Linked DNA regions of Triticum aestivum: region 2 is linked to region 1. Evidence: chromatin contacts called from public Hi-C data. All regions are on one chromosome and are shown on one strand. The core of a region is the stretch at or near the end of the contact, and the rest is flanking DNA. Distances in the headings are between cores, read along the strand shown. Region 1 holds the start of LOC123060342 (cytochrome P450 90D2). Region 2 overlaps LOC123060345 (a long non-coding RNA gene).

Region 1 (3,673 bases), core at 1,093-3,592:
AGAGGAGAGGATGATGCAGTACCGTAGAGATAAGTATTTACCTTAGTTAAGAACCAAGATTACCAATCAAGTAGGAGAACCAAGCAACACCTCATTAGCAGTACATGTACACAAAATAACAAATACTTGCACCCAACACGAACAAGGAGTTGTCAATCTCAGTGGTTATTTGCAAAGATGAAATCTTATAATGGTAGATAGATAAATAAAACGCAAAATGAAATAAAGTAAAGAAAAATTGCAGCAAGGTATTTTTGTATTTTAATATATGATAAAAGTATTACCGAAGGCCATAGTTTTCACTAGAGGCTTCTCTCTTGGAAATAGCATACGATGGGTAAACAAACTACTATTGGGCAATTGTTAGAAAAGCGAATAATCATGACGATATCCAAGGCACTAATCATGTATATAGGCATTACGTCCGAAACAAGTAGACGGACTCTTGCTTGCATCTACTACTATTAATCCACACATCGATCGCTATCCACCATGCATCTATAATATTAAGTTCATAAAGAATGGAGTAACGCCTTAAGCAAGATGACATGATGTAGACAAAGTAAACTCATGCATAAATAAACCCCATCTTTTTATCCCTAATGGCAACAATACAAATATGTGTCTTGTCCCTTTCTGTCATCGGGATATAGATCACTGCAAGATTGAACCCATCATAAAGCACCTCTCTCATTGCAATAAAAATCAATCTAGTTGGCCAAACCAAATCAATAGATCGAAGAGAAATACAAAGCTACAATAATCATGCATAAAAGAGTTAAGAGAAGACTACATTGATATGTCTCCAACGTATCTATAATTTATGAAGTATTCATGCCATGTTTACAACAATTTTATATGGTTTTGGTATGATTTGATTAGAATTAAACCGGACTGACGTTGTTTTCAGTAGAAGTACTATATGTCGTTTTTTGTGCAGAAATAAAAGTTCTCGGAATGGACTGAAAATTTATGGTGATTTTTTATGGACCAAAAGAGACCCCTGAAGCAGCGAAGCTAGGCCAGGAAGTGACTGAGGAGGCCACAAGCCTAGGGGCGAGCCCACCCCCTAGGGCGTGCCCCCCGGCTTCTGGGCCCCTCGGGCACCCCCTTGACATGATACCGACACCAAAAAATTTCTATAAATACCAAAACTCCCAAAAAGAACCCTAGATGAGAAGTTTCGCCGTCGCAAGCCTTCGAAGCCACAAAAAACCAATCGGGACCCCGTTCCAGCACCTTGCCGGAGGGGAAAATCATCACCGGAGGCCATCTTCATCATCCCAGCGGTCTCCATGATGAGGAGGGAGTAGTTCACCCTCGGGGCTGAGGGTATGTACTCATGTCGCTTGAACTATGTCGGTATTTCCTCAAAGAGGAAGGGATGATGCAGCACAACTGTGATAGGTATTTTCCTCAGTTATGAAACCAAGGTATCAATCTAGTAGGAGAACCAAGCAACACTATGTAAACGGTACCTGCACACAAAGAACAAATACTTGCAACCCGACGCTTATGAGGGGTTGTCAATCCCTCTTCCGGGTAACGACGTAGGAAATTGGCAAGTTGACGAGATAAAATTGTGATAGATTGGATAAATAGATCTCGAGTAAATGCGAAATAAAAGATGCAAAGAAAACATTTTGCGGGGAAATAATAGTAGTGATTTAATAGTAGAGATCTTTTTTAGGTTAGTGGTTATTAATTATTAATTAATTGTATATATCTTTTAAAATTAGTAATTAATTAATTAATAGTACTAATTAATACTCCCTCCGTTTTCTAAATATTTGTCTTTCTAGACATTTCAAATGGTTACAACATACGGATGTATGTAGACATATTTTTAATGTAGATTCACTCATTTTGCTTCATATGTAGTCATTTGTTGAAATGTCTAGAAAGACAAATGTTTATGAACGGAGGGGGTTTTAATAGTAGAGATATCCTTGTTGGGCCCCGCATCAGGCATCAGTCATCACCAGCATCGGTTGGTTCCGCTCGGGGCTCACAATCTTCCGGACCCCGGACACAGAGAAGGAAACACACAAACATAGCGAAGGAAGATATATCTAGCCAGTCCTCCGTCCGTAGTAGTACCAGCACTGTGCCACGATACACAATGATTTGATAGATGTTGGGGGCTACGCAAAAAGAGAAAACATATTCAGAAAATCTTAAATGTAAGATTTGATTTAGTACTACGAAATCTCAATCCCCTCCCCAATTGCTTATATTCAGAAAATCTTAATGTAAGATTTGATTTAGTACTACGAAATCTCAATCCCCTCCCCAATTGCTTATATTCGGAAAATCTCTCCCCTCGCCCCCGCCCGTACCTTTTGCGCTCGGCTGCTGCCAATTCTTTCCATTCCTCCCCACTCGCCGCCTACATATAGGTGCTCCTCCCCTCGGAACCCCTCGTCCTCTCGTAGTCGCGTATCTCCACCTCCACTCCACCGCACCGCACCGCACCATCAGAAGTAAGCGGCCGGCCGGGCGGTGCAAGGATAGTCGCAGACACGCGCGCACACAGACACGGTGTGACAGCAATTGCCTCCGGCGATGTCCGTTTCCTGGCCGGCGCCGTCGACGTGCGCGGCCGCCGGGGCCCTGCTGGCCGCCGCGTGGCTGCTGTGCTTCAGGCTGCTCCCGGCCGTGGCGAGGCCGAGGAGGCGGGCGATGAAGACGGGGGCGCAGCTCCCTCCCGGCAGCTTCGGGTGGCCGGTCGTCGGCGAGACGCTGGACTTCGTCTCCTGCTCCTACTCCCCGCGCCCCGAGGCGTTCGTCGACAAGCGCCGCCTCCGGTGAGTGAAATTAAGCCGTCTCTTTTCCCTGGCGCAGCACAGTGGCGGCACGCGTGCGCGTGGCACCATCCGTCCACCCATCGATGCCATGGCATGGCATGGCATGGCAGCGCGCGCGCATGCACGTGCGTGGTACTGTACTGACGCGGGCCGTGGGCGCGTGCATGCAGGTACGGCAGCGCGGTGTTCCGGTCGCACCTGTTCGGGTCGGCGACGGTGGTGACGGCGGACGCGGAGGTGAACCGGTTCGTGCTGCAGAGCGACGCGCGGTCGTTCGTGCCGTGGTACCCGCGGTCGCTGACGGAGCTCATGGGCAAGTCCTCCATCCTCGTCATCAACGGCGGCCTGCAGCGGCGCGTCCACGGCCTCGTCGGCGCCTTCTTCAAGTCGCCGCAGCTCAAGGCGCAGGTCACCGCCGACATGCAGCGCCTCCTCGCCCCGGCGCTCGCCTCCTGGCGCCACCAGGGCCCCGGCGCCCGCCTCCGCATCCAGGACCACGCCAAGACGGTACGTCCCCCTGCCTACACACCATCTCCCTCCATCCATCCATTTTCTCATCTCATCGTACCACCGCCTCCCGATCGGTCGATTGATAGCTCGATTTGTAGCACGACGGCGAGGGCGAGCGAGTCTAGGCTCTAGGTAGGACGACGTGTGCGTACGTGCGTCAGAGAGGAAGGAAAGAAAGAATCGGGATGGATTGGATTGGATTACTACAAGTAGCGGTCGTATGGCGCGCGCACCGGCGTGCACACGTGCGGGCGCCGTGTCACCACATGGAAGGGGAAGCCCGGCCCGAAAGGGGGTGGGGTCTCTCTCTTTCCTCTCCTCGCCATGCCTGTGCCGTGCCGTGCGTGTGCTAGAGA
Region 2 (3,576 bases), core at 1,066-3,565, 130 kb before region 1:
TCTCCGTGGTAACAGGGAAATGCATAATGATATGCAGGACTGACTGCACTGCACTGCGCAGCAGGATTATTTGTGGGAACTCATTCCAAGGGCCGAGAACGCGCCTGTACTTGGCTTTCTGTTGCCCCATACAGGGATCCTCTCCTCCTGGCCTCGATCCGTCAGCCTCCGAGCCCATCTCGGCCCTGTTCATCATGCCCCATGCACCCACCCACGCCCCTGCTGCATCCCGCCAGTGTCCCCGTCAGCTGCATGCAACAGGAGCACGGCTCTGTGCAAGGTCGCTATTGAGATTCCCCCCTCCCTTTGGCCTGCTGATGGTTACTGCCGCCCTACCACACTCCCCGGAAATGAAGAAATGTTGCTCCAGCGGCTGTCCTTTAGCAGAGCACTCGCCCCGCCATTGATTCCTTCTGCTCCTGCCTGCCTTGTCAATCCCAAGGCGATGCTGATGCCCGTCCATCTGCGCGTGCACGACCGGCCTGTTTTGTTTTTTTGCTTGTGGCCTTCCTCCTGTGTGCTTCCACTAACACTGCCAATGCCATGTTTCGAACAATATACTGTCACGGTCGTTGTCGAATCGGCAGCTGACATTTCATAATCGCTTGATTCCTTTCTTTATTGGTAGCTCACTAGCTTGCTCTGTTTGTTAGGGCTTAGCTAATATTCAAAGGATTGTTGGGGTGATAATGAAGATGGCACTCGCCATCGCTTTGGCCTGCAAGTTCTTGGCAAACGATAATGATGATCGGCGTGCAATGCATAGATGGGCCACAGCAAGAATGGAGTGTTGCTGTGTGCATGAAGCAAAGCTTTAATTTCTCATATCTTTTGCTGTCAAGTGGCTGATGCATATTGAATTTGAAGGCCCGCGCTACCAGCAATTGCTGTGATGCTTCCTCAGCAAAGTGGTCTTATGCAGCCTCATCAGTCGGCTTCAAATTCAGGCAAGAAGTCAGTGGCTTGTTTCTAGTTTTCAGTTCTTTCGTATGAATATCGCATCTTGGCTACTTTCCGGAGATATGAATTGGAAAGGAACTCAATACTGAAAGATCTGAAAAGGGGGGATTTGCTATCTAGTAAAGCATAATACCAGATGCAAAAACTAACACACAAGGTTCAAAGCATATGATTTTTCTATACATGTGTTTGGCTCATGGATTTGGCTATAATCAACGGAAAACCCAGCCAACACGCACGCAAGCTCCGTTCTCTTTGGCCGTTGCCTTGTTCTATACCCCCATACCTGCTTGCTAAATGCTAAGTACAGGGTCCCACATATTTACCTAGGCTAATATGAAGTTCAGTTGTAGCTAGATCAGGCTGAGATTGCTGACAAGTGAATGGGGACTGATATTTCCTCAAGGTCGTCCGACCGACAAATGAATGGGGACGACTAATCCTGTGACCCTACAGAAGTCACACAATTAGTGCGTGGCTGTGCTCGCCCATCAAATGATAGATGCAGAGCTAACAACCTAGGAAAACAATGGAACGGGAGGGGCGCACACGTTGATCATGAGACTAGTCAAGCAAGCGATTGGAGCGTGAGGTGAATCATTCTGGTGGCGTGGGGTTTTGGGTTGGGTCGCATCGCATCGCATCATTGCCTGATGCCGCGCCGTCCCCAAGGAATCCATGCGAAAGCTCGTTCTTAACGTGTATTTTATCTCGGCCCGATCTGAAAGGGTTGTTGTTGGCATGCGTTACCGTGGCCCGCGGCCGGGAGAGTTGGGGTCGTAATTTGCGTCTCCGGGTGCTGTGAACTGCTCATCGTACAGTGCACCCCCGAGATGCACACGTTTTCCTCATCGTGGAGAACCAAAGATGTTCTCCATCTCGTGTCATGAGCTACACGCTCCCACATATGGTTTGGCCTGTGCAATTGTGCATCGCATGATATGGACACCGGGAGGATCGTTTGTTTCTCCACTATCAGAGGGCCTCTTTGATTTGTAGAATCTCTCAAATGCATGAATAGAAGAACATGAGAATAGCGTGTCATGTCATCTATATGATTGTACAAAAACATAGGATGTTCGCGCATAATGTTGGAGGGATGAAAATTTTGCTATAAAATCTGGTGCAAATGAATCCTAACAATCCTATACAAAACCAACAGAAAACCAACCGAACCACGATTGCAACCATGATGGCCGCGACACGTTGCACGGGCGGCCCAGAGGATCTCGCTTTCGGCTCTCCTTGACTCGTCCGTAGAATCTCGCCGGTAGCAAAGAGCAGTACTCTTCGTACCGTACGTCCACATGGTGCGTGCGCTTGCCAATCCGATGGCGACGAGGTGCCGGAACGGGAGGAGTGCACGTGCTCAGCAGATTGGCTGCGGGCATGTGCGTAGTGCGTGTGGTACCGGCAGGCCCGGTACCAGCGGCCGGCGACGACGTGCAGCTCTTGGCGCGTCCAGTTGTTATTGGTGTGGCCGGCCGTGCGGTGCTCGTACCACTGTCGTCGTCGTTCTCGCCCTTGCTGTCGCTGCCTCCCTCTTCTCTTGCTCATGTTGTTGCTGGGTCATCAACCTCATTCATCCATCGCTCTCTTTCGTGATGATGTGATGCCATCTTGTTCTTGTTTATTTGGTTGTTTATCCGGGGTACTTGAGTCCGTGCGACCCCCGGGAGTCAGCGATGAAACTAGAGTTTTACTCCCCCCTATCAAAGTATAAGACGTTTTAGTGTTAAAAAAAGTCTTATATTTTGATACGGATGGAGTACCGGTGAAGGTGCTATCCTTCACACATACAGTACAATGTAGTGATCTTGTATGAGCACGGCAAATGCAGCGCATAGATTCGAAAAATGGCCAAAAAGATCAAGTTAACAAGGCACCGTCAGGCGAACACATTCGAAATTGAGGGTTTTGGGTTGTCAAAACTTCTCCGTGTGTAGGCTACTTTTTAGAATTTAGACATGAATTTCCCAAGACACTGAGAGTGTACGGACCCAGCGCTTCGCTCGAGTGTGGCTTTCACCGGAAATCCATTAGAAGCCGTAGAGAGGTGGTTGCGCGCCTGCATTCGAGCTACACGGAAGCATGTATCGGCAGATGGTACAAGAACGTTGTTTTCGTTGCAGAAATGAGTTAGTGATGTGTGCCAAAAAAGCCACCAAGACAAGACGAAAGCTGTTGCAATCGAAATCCAGCTACGTGCATCGTGTAGTGGGGTTTAATAACTACTATTCCCTCCGTCCGAAAATACTTGTCATCAAAATGGATAGAAAAGGATGTATCTAGAACTAAAATACTTCTAAATACATCCCCTTTTGTTCATTTTGATAACAAGTATTTTTGAACGGAGAGAGTATGATTGATCAGTATCAGCTGCCTAAATGATTATTGTCATTCTGGGGCTACTGGCGGGTCCTGCCTTCTGGTTAGATCATGCAGCAACAAACTGAGCAGAACGGTCAGCAGGAGCACCACTTGCTGGAGTGGTGATCATGACTCCAAGCCGCCTAGCTTCAAATTCTTGTGCCACACCGCTCTTCTGAATTTAGACACAAGCAGATGCATTTTAGGTAGTGCTAGTATGGAAGTACGTTTTCGAAAAGGGAGTTT

The links. A called contact is a pair of places that touch in the nucleus more often than the background predicts.
Region 2: a Hi-C map of leaf shows a contact between it and region 1, with 5 times the contacts expected there. The contact joins the enhancer-like site here to the promoter of LOC123060342 in region 1. A contact is called at or near these places in 4 of 5 Hi-C or Micro-C datasets (leaf, root and an unstated tissue) and 1 of 1 datasets of contacts at active chromatin or transcription factors (leaf).

Annotation. Positions count from the first base shown.
Region 1 is chr3A:67,532,084-67,535,756 of IWGSC CS RefSeq v2.1, reverse strand. LOC123060342 (cytochrome P450 90D2) reads left to right here and starts at 2,342. Exons shown (of 8, transcript XM_044483023.1): 1 at 2,342-2,807; 2 at 2,978-3,314. The coding sequence starts at 2,566.
Region 2 is chr3A:67,666,365-67,669,940 of IWGSC CS RefSeq v2.1, reverse strand. It overlaps LOC123060345 (a long non-coding RNA gene), which reads left to right. Exons shown (of 3, transcript XR_006427905.1): 3 at 654-1,144. Among protein-coding and RNA genes, the nearest start is that of LOC123060345, 2.9 kb to the left of the region's middle. Within about 2 kb of position 2,315, at least 1 of the 8 cell types and tissues checked has an H3K27ac peak or open chromatin away from gene starts, as enhancers often do. A contact at or near this core is called in leaf, where this site is marked.